Regions from separate parts of the Mus musculus genome. Here region 2 is linked to region 1. Evidence: chromatin contacts called from public Hi-C data. All regions are on one chromosome and are shown on one strand. The core of a region is the stretch at or near the end of the contact, and the rest is flanking DNA. Distances in the headings are between cores, read along the strand shown. Region 1 has its middle 26 kb from the start of Gm8439. Region 2 has its middle 7.8 kb from the start of Smap2.

Region 1 (7,356 bases), core at 3,038-5,537:
CTGCCCTGACACACATCAGCCTTGCCCATGGGGCAAGGTGCTCACCCTCTCTGCACAGTAGGTGATGGAAAACATCTTTCTTATATCCCAGGCATGTATAGAAAACAAGCTGTCTGCATGCAGATTCTCATACTCGAGAATACGTGTGCATACACAGACACACACACACACACACACACACAGACACACACACACACACACACACACACACACTGTGACCAGATTCCTGTCTGCAGTGAGGGTTCAGTTCCCCTGGTTTCAGATGAGGAAATAGAACTTCAGTTCAGGTTGGAACTCAGGCTTGGGTGTTCATCTGCTGCACCCAGGGCTCTTTCTTCAAAGCTATGCTTGATGGTAAGGTAGGCCCAGTGGCCATCCACAAGCAACTGTAGACAAATCCTCATTCCCAAGTCCCAGAGTCTCTGAAGGTTCCCATTATTCTTTATTATTTAAACACGCACACACACCCCACCCTTTCCTGCATGTGTGTACTCACAGGCTCAGGCTCAGGTGCCTGCAGAGGGCAGAAAAGGATGCTGGATATCATGGAGCTAGGGTTACAGAAAGTTGTGAATCAGTCAGCGTGAGTGCTGGGAGCTGAGCTCCTGTACTCCGGAAGAGCCTCACCAGCTCTTTTTTTGTTTGTTTGTTTTTTGGGGTTTTTTTGTTGTTTTTGTTTTCAAGACAGGGTTTCTCTGCGTAGCCCTGACTGTCCTGGAACTCACTTTGTAGACCAGGCTGGCCTCGAACTCAGAAATTCGCCTGCCTCTGCCTCCAGAGTGCTGGGATTAAAGGCGTGTGCCACCGCCCGGCGCTTCACCAGCTCTTAACCACTGATCCCTCTCTCCTGAGCACATGCCTTTTAAAAGTCAGAGATTGGGCCTGGCAGTGCTAGCACACACCTTTAATCCCAGCACTTGGGAGGCAGAGGGATCTCTGAGTTCAAGGCCAACCTGATCTACAGAGCAAAGTTCCAGGACAGCCAAGGCTATACAAAGAAACTTTCTCAAAAACAAAGAAAGATTTTGGAGTGACAATGTGGCATTTTATACCTCTGCTAGTGGCAAGTTTGGAAACAATGTTCTCCTGTCATGCACAGGGCTCTGAGGAAGGCCCTGAACCAGAGAGGGAGAATGGCGGCATGGCTGGTTTTTCTCAAGCAGCCTGCAGCCACCTGCTTGGGTGCTCAGGGACACAGGTGTAGCTCCCCTGGAGCCAAAACAATGCTTCAAGGCTCGCCTAGCCCAGGACTCTGTGTTCCCACCTGCTGCCCAGGTCCCCACCCCAGCATGCCTGGCTGCGCCCCAGGAAGCAAGGCAAACAAGCTTCCATTGATTCCCGTCCTGGCTAGGAGAATGCTCCTTTGTTGAGCTCCACACCTCTTCCTCTAGTGTCCGTGCCCACAGGACAGGTGTTCAGGATAGAGGCAGCCAGGCCGAGAGAGGAGAGCCTTTCCTAGGGATCCAAAAGAGAAGCCAAGGGCAGAATGTCTCCCCTCCCCCGCCGCCCCCCTCCCTGTGGCTTGTGTCCTTTTCTCGCCTGTCATTGTTCAGGCCTGGCACCCTTCTGTTGGACAGTGGAGCCCCAGGCTGTGTGTTTACCCCCCCCCCCCATCTTGAAAGCCTGCTGCTCCACCAGGTTATATCTGGACAGAAGCTCATGTGGTACTGAACGCCGTTTATCCTTGTCCACAGCCCTGTGACCAGCCTGGAACTCCATTCAGGGCAGTCTAGGAGAACAAAGTCCACTTAGACTTTAAAAGCTAACCTGGTCTCTTTCTCACCTCCCAACCCCCACTTGCTCTCTCACTGTGTAGCCCAGGCTGGCCTGGAAAGCCTGGGCTCCAGCCATGCCCACCTCCTCAGCCTTCTGAAAAGCTGGGGTTATAGGGCACAAGCACCATGCCTGGGTTTTCAGAGTTTAAATTTTTTTTTTTTAATTTTATTTTAGGGGGTCTGTGTGTGCCTGCGCGTAGAAGTCGGAGACCTTTTTATTTAGTCAGCTCTTTCCTTCTGCCTTCATGTCAGTTCTGGTGACCAAATTTAGGTCATCAAACTTCCCAGAAAGCCCTTTTATGCTCTGAACCACCTCACTGGCTGTTGGTTCTCTGGCACTCAAGCTCCTTAGCAGGCCTTCGCAGCACTCCCTAATTTGGGCATAAACCATCTCTCACATGCTCCTCCCGCTGGCCTTGACACTCCACTGTTCAGCCACCCACCTGCTTCACCCCTACTCACCAAGCATGCGCTGTGTACCATCATTGCTCAAGGGGCTAGATCTGCTTCAGGAAACCAGGCAACTCCACAACAGACTAAGGAACGTCATAACAGAGTGTGCGGGGTGCTGTAAGGAAAATCCCTCAGCTCAGGGAGTGGGTAGTATGATATATGTAGGGATCAGGGAGGGGACACTGTGTGAGGTGGCGCTGTGACAGAAGGAACTGAGAACCGAAGCAGGGAACAAAGGGCACAATGAAGTTTGCCTTCTCTGCTGAGTGACAGGAGCCTCCTAGCCTAAGTGTTCTGTGTGCTTGCCACCTCCAGGCTCCGCCCCCAGCCCCCGCCCCCAGCTCGGTGAAGCCCTTTCCAAGGGTATCCATCTCTCCCTGGCCTATCCAGGATCACACTGCAGCCTTCCTTATTTACTGACCTTGTCTCCCTCCTTCCAAACGCTAAGATGCTATCTCTGGTGGTGGACTTCGCCACTTAGAGGGTTCAGGTTCAGATTTCTCAGCGACTTGCTTAGTACCAGCTGTGGAGCCAGGCAGAGGCAACCTGATTCATCTTCAGTGCCCTTCCATAAGGTCTGGCTTATGGCCACTTTTACAGATGGGTATTCTGAGTGACTTCATGTCTAAAGAGTCGTGGGGATGGAATTGGAGTAGAAATTGTATGACCCTGGAGCCTAGCTCTGTTAACATTTTTTTTAAATAAGAAATTATATCATTTCCCCCCTTCAACCCTTCCCTCTTGTTCTAAAATTAATGTCCTCTTTTTTCTTTAATTGTTCACACACACACACACACACACACACACACACAGAGAGAGAGAGAGAGAGAGAGAAGGGGGGTATGCCCCATCATGCCCAGGTTATTCAATGCTGGGGACTAAATCCAGGGTTTCATGCGTGTTAAAGTAATTACCAAATGAGCTATGCCCCCAGCTTGCCCGCCCAATCTTAATGACCTGGAGTCACCTCCTTCTTTAGGCATGAGACTCTGGTCCTCAGATGCCCCGGCCTGACCCCAATCTTCTCCACCTTCTCTTCTATGGGACACTCCGCTTTTACACATTATCAAAGCAGACATTTCGCCTTCTGTTCCTTCCTGCCTGTGTCGTACCAGAGTAAAAGAGCACAGCCATGGCAGCCAGCTTGGGACAAGGCCATGCAAGAGTAGACACTGCCTTCCCCTTTCACGATGGGTTCCTGCCACGGGGCTCCAGAAGGAGAGCCAGGAGTCATCAAGCAGAAAGAACCAAGGCCCAGTGCTCATCAGAGTTGTGCACTGTAACTACCGCTGTTTCCCTGATGAATGTCGTGGGTGGGAATGACGTCTCAGAGTGAGAAGTGTCACAAAGGCCTTTGCTCTGGGCTCTCTTGCACCAGTCAGTTTTAAACTTTTTCTTTTGGGTTTAGTTCGGTATGTCAACGGCAATAACAGCCAACAGCAGCTGCTCTATCATCCAGCAAACTGAAACCGTCTCTCATCTTTCTGCTGACACCCTGAGGATGCCATTGTGAGTCTAAGACGGGTGAAGCAGTGTGCTAGAGGTCATCCAGATGGTTCTCCACGCCTGGCAAGCCCTAGCTCCCAGGCTAGTGGGCACCCAAGGCCTTGATCTCTACTAGCTCTGCCACCAGGTGTTGGGCTGCTTGATCACAGGCGGCAGGTGGGTAGAGGGACTTAGGAACCCCAACCCCTTAGAGAGAGTACAGTGCTGGGTCTGCTGTGCATCTCTGCTCACATTGCTTGCCCTCTCTGTGTTATCATGGCATCAACTGTGTAATGGAGTGATAAGTCCCCTCTCTTGGGCCTGCCCTGACAAGGATGCACAGTGATGTTTGTGTACATGCTTTGAACCTACAGTATATTATTATCTATTCCTGGAACTGTAGGAGAACCAGAAACCATGGGGGGGGGATGCTGGGATGGGCCTGCTCTAGGTAGAGAGAGGCAAAGTGAACCTATTGCCTAGCCGAGCTCACATGACAGGAGACCTGCTAAGTAGGTCAGCTTGCGGCAGGAAGAGCTATTCTGGGATCTGCTTGTCAGCGCAGTGCAGGGGCTGCGAGCAAAGCCTGGCTATTTCAGGGCCGCCAGAGAACAATGCTCAACAACTTTCACTTGGATCCTGGCCCTGCCTTTGTGGCTTGGGCCTGAGAGGCCAGAAGGCCCTCATGAACTCAGGGCCAGGGCTCTTCGTGAGTACTCTAAGATAGAGGTGAAGACATAAGGAGCATCCCTGCATAGCTTTCCGTCTCCTAGGTACCACTGCCCAAGAACTGTGGGTAAGGACAGCAAGGTTCTGGGCTTGCATTTCCCACTGATGGGAGGTTGAATGACTTCCCTACAACCTAGCGACTGCTTGCATAGGCCTGGCTTCCTCTTGTAAATGTGTGTGTGTGTGTGTGTGTGTGTGTGTGTGTGTGTGTGTGTGTATGCGCGTGTGCACCATATGGTAGATATATAATGTGTGTGTGTATAGTATGTGTGTATAGTGTATATGTATGGTATATTGTGTATATGGTAGTTATGAGTGTGTGGATACATATGGTCTTTATGTATAGGGCATATAGATGGTATGTGTGTATGAAGTGTTATGTGGTATGTTGTGTATATGTGATATGTGGTATGTTGTGTATATGTAATATGTGAATGATATGTCATATGTATCCATACATAGTATGTTTATGTCTGGTGACATGTGTGTGATATACAGTATGGGTATATGATGTGATATGTATGTGATGTATGATATGTACACATATCAATATAATGTGTGTATTGTGTATGTTATGTAGTACCCTTTTGGGTGTGTGTGTAGGTGACTGTTTATGTGTGTGTGATGTGTATGTGTCATGTGACAGTGTTTGTGTCCTAGCAATGTTTTATTTACTTTTTTATTTTGAGACAAGGTCTCACTAATGTAACTGTGGTTGGCCTAGAATCCACTATGTAGATCAAGCTGACCTTGAGTTCATAGAGATCCACCGCCTCTCTAGGGCTGGGATTAAAAGTGTGCACTATCATACCCTAGCCGTGTTTCAGGATTCATGAGATATTAATAGTATCATGCACAGGTCTGGTCTAGGCAAGTGCTCACAGACGCCTGTACCCACTTGAGCTTCTAGGACCTTCCAGGCCATGACAGTAACTGTGAGGAGGACAGAAGCACTTGGTGTGCTGTAGTATAAAACAGCCGTGGTAGAGCAGGCTTCACTGGGATAGCTGGGTTTTAGCCTGGTACTCAGAAAACTGTCTCATCTGGGCAGGACGGGACACATCTGTGGCCTCCTCTCCCATACCATCCCCCCCACCCCCCACCACCACCCTCCGGCAGTGAGATTGGAGGCAGGAAACTGCTGAGAGTGAGGGGTATTCTCTGAACAAAAACAAAACAGAACAAAAATGAAGAGTCCCTTCAGGCACACAATGACCTTGAGGTCAGCCTGACCACAGGAGACTGGCTCAGCTCCTCCCTGTTCCTGCAGGCAGGTGGCCTCGGGTTGCTGTGTCTGCACAATGCTCCAGCGAGAAGTGAGACAATTAACACTACGCCTGATGGAGCTATTATTGTTACCTTATCTAATCCTAACAGCAACCCTGAGATGAAAAACAGTTAGGACCCATTTTACAGACAAGAAAATGAGAGCTCAGCAGGTGAAGAAATGTATTCATGGTCTCCTAGGTGAGAAAAAATTTTACTAAGATTTAAGTCCAGTTTGATGCTAAGATTGTTGTTTTAACCCCCACTCACTATGCCTGGTGTGTGTGTGTGTGTGTGTGTGTGTGTGTGTGTGTGTGCGCGCGCGCGCGCGCGTGCGTGCGTGTGGGGGGGGGCACGTGTATGTGTGCTCAAGTGCAGATAGATGAGGAGTGTGGAGCACAGCGTGTTACACAGTTAGAGTGTAGCTGCTGCTTCTGCTGTACTGTTATTATCACACATATTGTCAGAAGTTAGCTGGAAATGGTAAAAGTTCAGCATGACTCATAAAAATAGAGAGTTTTCTAAGCTATTAGACAAATGCAACAATGTCATTCCCAAGTGAACTGTCGGAAAGAGGGGGCTAGCACCTGCAATCAGTTGCTGATAGAATTCCCTGAAATTATGAAACCTGGTGAAATGTACATATCAAGCCATAAGGCAGTGGTTATATAAATTATGGTTCATGTCTTTGCTGGAAAATTACACACCCACTTAGAAAAACGACAATATGACTGAACATGGAAAATGTTTATTATATAATTACTATTACAGAAAAGATGCTGGATATAAAATTCTAATTTTGTTCTAATTACACCTCCATTAAAAATATCTTCTGCATGTCACAAAGAGCTGAGAGGGAATATGTAGACATTTGGTGTGTTAAATGTTGGAATTGAAGGTTTCTCCTTTTGTAATTGATTCAATAATTCAACCATAATTTATTGAGAACTTACTAAGTGTCAGCCATCAAGTTAGGGATAATTATTAGTGTGGGTTATATTGGGCTGCAGGAAAAGAAGGTTTTATTGCTCCCTGAAAGCAGCTCCAAGCTGATGTGATGTTTTTAGGGTACCAAGGCCCTCTGCTCTCTACTGGATACCTCTGGTGTGCGACACCCACATTCTTGATGGGCAGGGCATGCCCCTTCCTGGGAAAAGTCTAAGGGAAGGTTGTGTGTATGGTGCCACCTGTATACCAATACCCCAGTCACAACTTGGTTATGTAGTCACCCCTGCTGCAAGGTAGATCAGGACACTCCATTTCTCTAGCCATGCATAAGAATAGGGCTTTGTTGATCTAGGAGAGAGAGGACAGCAATGGGGTACCACAGTGATTGTTGTGTGACTTCCTGGGAGAGAAGTGAACAAAGGTCTGCTCACCTGGAAAGAACACTGATACAAAGAAGCCCTTTCACTCAAGTCCGATTACTGAAGCGATGAGTTCATTGGGGTTTGTATGGGAGCTGGAGTGAGGACTTACTTATAGAAGCATGGCCAACTGGAGCCCACCCCAGCACGGTGCAGCTCACACAGGCTGTATCTCTAGAGCTCCCTGCCTGACACACAGCTCCACCAAAGACAGCCTCTTCCTGCCACTCAGCAGCCGCCTAGTACTTAGGTAGCCACCATGCACATAGAGCTGCAATGCC
Region 2 (7,356 bases), core at 3,361-5,860, 410 kb before region 1:
GCAATTCCCACGAGTGTGTGAACTGGCACACAAATAGCCTGTCTTTGAAAAAGAACTCGGGCTGGGCAGTGATGACAGCGATGGATATCTTTAGTCTAATCTCAGCCCTTAGAAGGTAGCCGCAAGCAGATCTCTCTGAGTTCTCAGCCTACCTGGTCTACACAGAGAAACCCTGTCTCAAACAAACAAACAAACAAACAAAAAAAGAAACAAGCAAAACCAGACAAAACAAACAAACAAAGAAAAAAAACCTCAACAACAAAATAACTCAGTTGGGGGACAGATCATGGCTTTCAAGAATCAGAACTAGGCAGCCCTCCAGGATTTGTGTAGCAATGACTGTTCTGGAACTCACTCTGGTAGACATTCTGGCCTTGAACTTATAAATCTGTCTGCCTCTGCCTCCCAAGTGCTGGGATTGTCACTACTACCCAGCTAAGAGCTTGCTGCTTTTACTGAAGACCCAAGTTTGGTTTCTAGCACCCACACTGGGCAGCTGACAACTTCCTGTAACTGCAGCTCCGGGAGATCTGAAGCCACTTTTGGCCTCCACAGTCACACATCTGCACAACACACCCCTTCCTCATAAATGCATAAAATTTTATATACACAAGATTAAAGATAATTTAAAACATTTAGAATTTGGATTCAAATACACTTAGAGTTTCATTTGCCTATGTATTGGCTGAGTGACCAGGGCGAGTAAGTCACTTCATCTCTTTGATCTTCATTGTCCTCATTTGTAACGTGGAGAGCATGCGTATGCCAGGCCCTCTTTACAGCCAAGGCATGTTTAACATGGTGCCCAGAAAGCTTTAGGTGTTTACTTTAGGCAGAAGGCACTTTGTAAGCAAAGGTAGGAAGAAAAACATGTATTCAGACTATTCAGACGACAGTAAGTGACAGCCAATCCTGCTTCCCTGATGGAGAGGAGTCTCAGCTGGTTAGTCCCATGCAAAGGCAGGGGATGCAGTGGAACAGGGGGTGAGTCTCTTTGGGAGTGTTTGTTTATCTTAAAGGCATAAAACGTGTGTGTGTGTGTGTGTGTGTGTGTGTGTGTGTGTGTGTGTGTGTGTGTGATGTATATATAAGTGCAGGTGCCCTCAGAGGCTAGAAAAGGGCAGCAGCCTGTAGTTATAGGAGGTTGTAAGGTGCCCACCTACGCACACGCTGGGTCTCAAATTCTGGTCCTTTGCAAAACCAGCAAGTGCTCTTAACTACTGAGCCATCTCTCCAGCCATTTGCTTTTATTTATTTTTTTTGAAATAGGGGCTTACTTTGTTGCCTAGGCTGGCCTAGAATTAACAGTCCTCCTACTTCAGCCTCCTGAGTGCTGAGATTACAGGCATGAAAGCCACACCAAACTCTAAGAAAGAAAAAAATAGCTCATAAAAGGATCCCGAGGGCTGGAGAGATAGCCCAGTGGTTAAGAGCACTGATTGCTCTTCCAGAGGTCCTGAGTTCAATTCCCAGCAACCACATGGTGGCTCATAACCATCTGTAATAGGATCTGATGCCCTCTTCTGGTGTGTCTGAAGACAGCTACAGTCTACTCATATACATAAAGCAAACCTTTAAAAACAAAACAAACAAACAAACAAACAAAGGAGCCGGAACCGCCCTGGGAGCAGCTCCGTGCTCAGCTAGGCCTAGTCCTCAGCAGATCTGCCCCCCAAGAGTGTGGTTTGCTCCCCCAGAGTGTGGCTATGCTCTTGTGCTCAGGGAACACCCCAAACACCAACTACCAGCTCCCACCTCTCCTTTTTCAAGGTCTCACTATGTAGCTCAGACTGTCTTGGACGTCACTCTGTAGACCAGGCTAGCCTCCATCTGCCTCTGCCTTCCTAGTGCGGAGATTAAAGGTATGCACCACTTCATCCGGTTTCTCCAGACTTCTCTGAACAGTCACACCTGGCTCTGGTCCTGTCTGTCCGACTACAGGCTCCACGGAATTCTTCCCTGGTCCTGAGCCAGTGCCGACCACCTGCAGGGCGGTTGTCCTCCCTCTGTTCTCTGGTTTCCTGTCTCTCTAGTTGTTTCTCCTTGGAGTTTCTCCTTTGCGCACGCTGGCTTGGCTCTTGCTCAAAGGCCTGCCCTGCCTTCCTCTTCTCACTTGCCATGTTCTTCCAGAACCATGTATGTATTGGTTGTTTTGTTTTGGTCATTTTTTTTAAATCATTTTGTGTGTGTGTGTGTGTGTGTGTGTGTGTGTGTGTGTGTGTGTGTGTGTGTGTGTATGAGAGAGAGAGAGAGAGAGAGAGAGAGAGAGAGAGAGAGAGAGAGAGAGAATATAGAGTCAGTTCTTTCCTTCCACTTTTATGTAGAAACTCAGGTCACCAGACTTGCATAGCAGGTACTTTTACCCCAGTGGCCTTATATATTGGCTGTTTGCTTGTTTGTTTTGTTTGTGACAGGTCTCATGTATCCTAGGCTGGTCTCAAACTGACTATGTAGTTGAGGGTGACCTTGAACTTCTGATCCTCCTGCTTTTGCCTCCTGGGTTTTGGGATTACAGACATGCACCACAAGCCTGTTTTATAAAGTGCTGGCTACAGAACCCAGGGATTACCCAGGGCTCTGAGCATGCTAGATAAGTACCCTACCCACTGAGCTATACCCTCAGCCCCTCTCCCTGGGCCATCTTATCCACCCCATTGACTTTAATTACTGGTTGTTTTCCGCAGAGCCCCAGACCTACTTATGCAACTGTCTTTGGAATGTTCCACACACATCACCAACTCCCCATGTGCAGAATGAAATTATCTTCTTGCCCACAAACCCACTCTTCCTCCTGTGTGACCTACACAGCTGGTGGCTCCACCCTTTGCCCTATTGGTTCAGGCAAATACATACACATATCTTCTGAGCCACCCTCTCCTCTCCATCCCTACTATATCATCCTCTTTAGCTTATATTATTGCATGTTTCCCCTCCCCCTGGAATAGAATCTCAGGTTGGTCACTCTGTGGGACGTTTGGTCAGCTGGTCCTCCTGCTTCCTCCTGTTCCTATGGAATCACCACACAAACCCAGGGCTTCGTGCATGCTAGGATAGCAGTGTATTAACCGAGCCACAGCAGTGCAACCTGCTCCTTAGACTCTCGGTGTCCATTTTATCTGTCTGCAGCTTATGATTCTTTCTCAAGATGTTAGGGATAAATCCATTTCTCACCCTTTCTAAGTTTCTAGAAGATTCCTACATTCCTTCATTCAAGGTGCCCTTCTTCACCTTACATCTCTCTGACACTCTTCTACAGGAAGATCTTTTAAAATTTTGTTTTTAGGGCTGGAGAAATGGTTCAATGGTTAAGAGCACTGGGTCTGGGTTCAATGCCCGGCACCCACATGTCAGCTCACATCCATAACTCCAGTTTCAGGGGATCTGACACTCTCACACCAATGCATGTAAAATACAATTAAATAATTGTGAGAGTAAAAACATTTGGGTACCTGTTACAGACTGAAAATAGGCTCAAGCCAACACAGGGCTCAAGAGTGGACAACCCATTTTTATTTTTGGCTTCCATTGAGGGAATTGAAGGGATAGGTGTGCCACATGATCAATTTCAAAAGCGTTTTCTCTCAGAGAATGTTCTGACCTTTTGATCGTACTAACAACAGATCCCTGGCCTGTCGCCTCAGCTTTCTCTCTAAGGCATTCTCCTGATGGCCAGGCCTTCATTTAAATTCAGTCCCAGCCATCAGCTCCTAGGCTTGTTGGTTTGCTTTTTGAGCTGTGGTCTTGCTATGTTGCCCAGGCTGGTCTCCAGCTCCTGGGCTCAGGCAATCTTCCTGCCTCAGCCTCCAACATACCTGGGACTACAAGCTTGCACTACCATGCTCAGCTTTGGTAAAGCAGAATTACTACTGTGTATCATAAAGCAGATGCAAGATATTTTACATCCTTAATATAGTGTGTGTGTGTGTGTGTGTGTGTGTGTGTGTGTGTGTGTGAAGGTCATAGGAACTCCATCATGTGAGTTCTAAGGGACTGAATTTAGTTTGTCAGGCCTGGTGTCCAGCACCTTTACCTGCTGAGCTATCACTGCTCCGAATGTGAACTTTCAAGTACATTACTTGACCAAGATGTGGTTGGTGCTACACACCTGTAATCTCAGCACTCAGGAGATGGTAGAGACTGGAGGATCTGAAGTTCAAGGTCACCCCCTGCTATATGAGTATTTGAGACCGTCCTGGGTTAGACACTTTGTCAAAAACAAACAAACAAACAGGAAGCCACATGTTTTCTAGTGAAGGCCTTCAGGAGGGGTTACCAGGATCGCCAGCCTATGAGTCAACACTTGAATCACAGAAATCAATTGGACACACCGTAGCTTTTTGGAGATGAATAAGGCTAACCTCCTTTAACAGAGGTCAGTGTGTTAACCTGCGGGCCCTACTCCAGAACAGCGTGAGCCTACAGCCAGGTCAGAAGAGGCCTGGGAAGCTGCATTCTCTCAAACTTCAAGAACCAAAGAACAGTGCTGCTGCCAATGGATGACACATCTGTTTCCTAGGAAGAAACAAAGCCACAACAGGACTGTGCAGTAGGTGTGCATGGTGATTTGCAAATCTGGGCCACTTCCTGTTCTGAAACCAGTTGTGAAATTTGTTTGGGCAAGTTGCCCAACCAGGGAGTCAAGGGAAGTTGCCAACTTGACTTCTGGCCTAAAGACATTCTTTGCAGGTCTATTGGGCCCCACTCAGCTGAGTATTTCAGGAATATGGCAGCTAAAGAAAGGGCTCGAGGTTGGGTGTGTAACAGCCAATCATCGTCACTGGTGAACAGAGTCAGGTGAAGAAACTTCCCTTTTCTTAAACATTACCCATCTATCGATCTCTCTATCTCTCTATCTCTCTATCTCTCTATCTATCTATCTATCTATCTATCTATCTATCTATCTATCTATCTGTGTGTATGTTTGCAGTGTGCGTAGGGGACACATGGGTGCCACAATGTGCACGTGGAGGTCAGACGACAACTTTCAGGAGTCAATCCTCCCCTTCCACCACGTGGTTCCTGAGGATCAAACTTGGCTCATCACATTTGGCAGCAAGTGCCCTACCTGTTGAGCCATGGGGCTGGCCCAGTTGAGCTTTCGTTTGTTTATGGTCTCTGTCTCTGTCTCTCTCTGGATCTGGAGAGAGAACTCCCACTGCTGACACGTTCCCAGGTGATGCTGATGCTGCTCATCTGGTGGCTAAGGATCTCTGAACTTGAGCAAGGCAGAGTAGGATGACACCACCCTGATGCTGATGGCCTTGTCAGGGAGCTGTGTCAGTGTGAACCACTGCCCTGCTTCTGAATTTCCTGTTCAGTGAGAATAAACTATTATTTGTTTAAGCCCAGTTGGATTGATTATCACTTCCATTTAACAGGTTTCTGAACTTGGAGCTGGGAATGTAGCTCAACTGGTATAGTTTTTCCTGGTATGGACAACGCACTGGGTTTGGTGTCCAGCACTGCGTAATAAGCCAGCTTTGGTGGCTCACATTTGTAGTCCTAGTATTCGGGAGACAAGGAGCAGGAGTTGGAGGTCATACTTGGGAAGCTAGTAAATTCAAGGCCAGCCTGGGCTACTTGCGACCCTGTGTTTCAAAGCAAACAACAAATAAAACCCAAGCCCAAAATGAAATAAATCACTCAAGAGGACCGGTGAGAAGCCTCAGTGAGTAGAAGCGCCTGCCTTCTAAGCCTGGCCACTTGAGTTCAATCCCTGGGACCCAACCTAATGGGGGAAGGAAAGAGCTGACTCTCAAATTGTCCTTTGACCTCATTTAAAAATCATTTTAAAAACAATTCAAGGGGACTGGAGAGATGCCTGAGCACTTAAGAGCACTGGCGAGGACTGTGCTACAATTCCCAGCACACACATGGTGGCTCACAACCACCTATAACTCCAGTTCCAAGGGACCCAATGTTCTTTTCTGGCTTCTAAGGGCATCAGGTATACAAATGACACACACACATACAGGCAGGCAAAGCACTCCCACACATAAATTTTTTAAAGAAAAAACCTTAAACCTCAAGACTCAATGTACAGGGTTTATAACGTCAGCCAGCCAGCACTGTCCACCCACCCCCACCTCTATGTACTTGACCCCCTCCACTCCACCCCCCTCCTTTGAAGTAACTATTTTCAACTCTTAAGGAGCTTGCTTTTGTAATTGAGGGGTTTGACTGAACAGCATGTTAAATTACCCTGATTTGCCCCCCATCTTTGTTTATCTCTGGTCCATTCTTCATGACCTTCACCTTGGGCTCGACCATTATGTAACTGGGAAGAGACGTTATCTCCGTTTTCCATAGTTGGTGTATCTCTCTGCATTGACTGTTTTTTTTTTTGTTTGTTTGTTTGGTTTTTTTTTTTTTTTTTTTTTTTGGATAGTGTAGGCCCAGGAGGTGGTTTGGGCAGGAGCCAATCAAGCCCATGGCCAATGTGAAAGAGGCAGCTGAAGAGAGTTCTAAGAAGAGCCCTGCTGTGCTGTTATCTTGAGGCCAGCATCAGCAGAAAGCTGTGACCCTCAAACTCTGGGGCAACAGGGAGGGTTCTGGAAGATCTCCTGTAGTGGTGTGAAAAGGTCCTTGAAGGAATGCTGTTGTCAGCACAGGAAGGAAATGCCTCTGGCAGCAGGAAAAACAAGCAGAGAAACCAAGTAACTCAGCATTGCTTTGTTTTCCTGCCTGTGCCCATTGTTGACTAATGGCTGAGCACAACCAGAACCTTGCCTTCCAGGGATCTGTCTGATGCTCTCCACTGGAGTGACTCTGGGGCCCAGGGAGGGATGAAGGGCAGATAGAGTGTGGGGGGCATTAGAACATAGCAACAGGGGGAGCTACAATTTTGAAAGCAAGAACAGAGAGAAAAGAAAAGAAAAGAAAAGAAAAGGAAAGAAAAGAAAAGAAAAGAAAAGAAAAGAAAAGAAGGGAAGGGAAGGGAAGGAAAGGAAAGGAAAAAAGGAAAGGAAAGGAAAGAAAAGAAAAGAAAAGAAAAGAAAAGAAAAGAAAAAAGAAAAGAAGGGAAGGGAAGGGAAGGGAGGGGAGGGGAGGGGAAGGGAAGGGAAGGGAAGGGAAGGGAAGGGAAAGGAAAAAAAAGAAAAGAAAAGGAAAGAAGGAAAGAAACTCCCTTGTTGTTCCACAGTGCTTCTAGAACAGCAGGGTGGCTAGCTTGGAATTCTAGGTTGGCAACTCTTTCTCTCAGAATCTTGAAGGCACCATTTCATGGTCTCCTGGCTTCCCCTGCTGTTTTTGAGAACTCTGTGTCATTCTCCTTCCCATTCCTTCTACATGTGACTGGTTTTTCCTTTCTGGAAACTTCTGGTCTCCTCCCCAACCCTCCGATGTTTTGCTTTTTAC

Evidence for each region. Hi-C and Micro-C count contacts between places; a contact is called where the count stands out from the background.
Region 2: a contact with region 1 is called in a Hi-C map of the MNK3 cell line, with 3 times the contacts expected there. The contact joins two enhancer-like sites. A contact is called at or near these places in 1 of 39 promoter capture datasets (second pharyngeal arch cranial neural crest) and 1 of 484 Hi-C or Micro-C datasets (the MNK3 cell line).

The regions. Positions count from the first base shown.
Region 1 is chr4:120,610,827-120,618,182 of GRCm38.p6, reverse strand. No RefSeq gene overlaps it. Among named protein-coding and RNA genes, the nearest start is that of Gm8439, 26 kb to the right of the region's middle. Within about 2 kb of position 4,287, at least 105 of the 459 cell types and tissues checked have an H3K27ac peak or open chromatin away from gene starts, as enhancers often do. A contact at or near this core is called in the MNK3 cell line, where this site is marked.
Region 2 is chr4:121,021,330-121,028,685 of GRCm38.p6, reverse strand. No RefSeq gene overlaps it. Among named protein-coding and RNA genes, the nearest start is that of Smap2, 7.8 kb to the right of the region's middle. Within about 2 kb of position 4,610, at least 79 of the 459 cell types and tissues checked have an H3K27ac peak or open chromatin away from gene starts, as enhancers often do. A contact at or near this core is called in the MNK3 cell line, where this site is marked.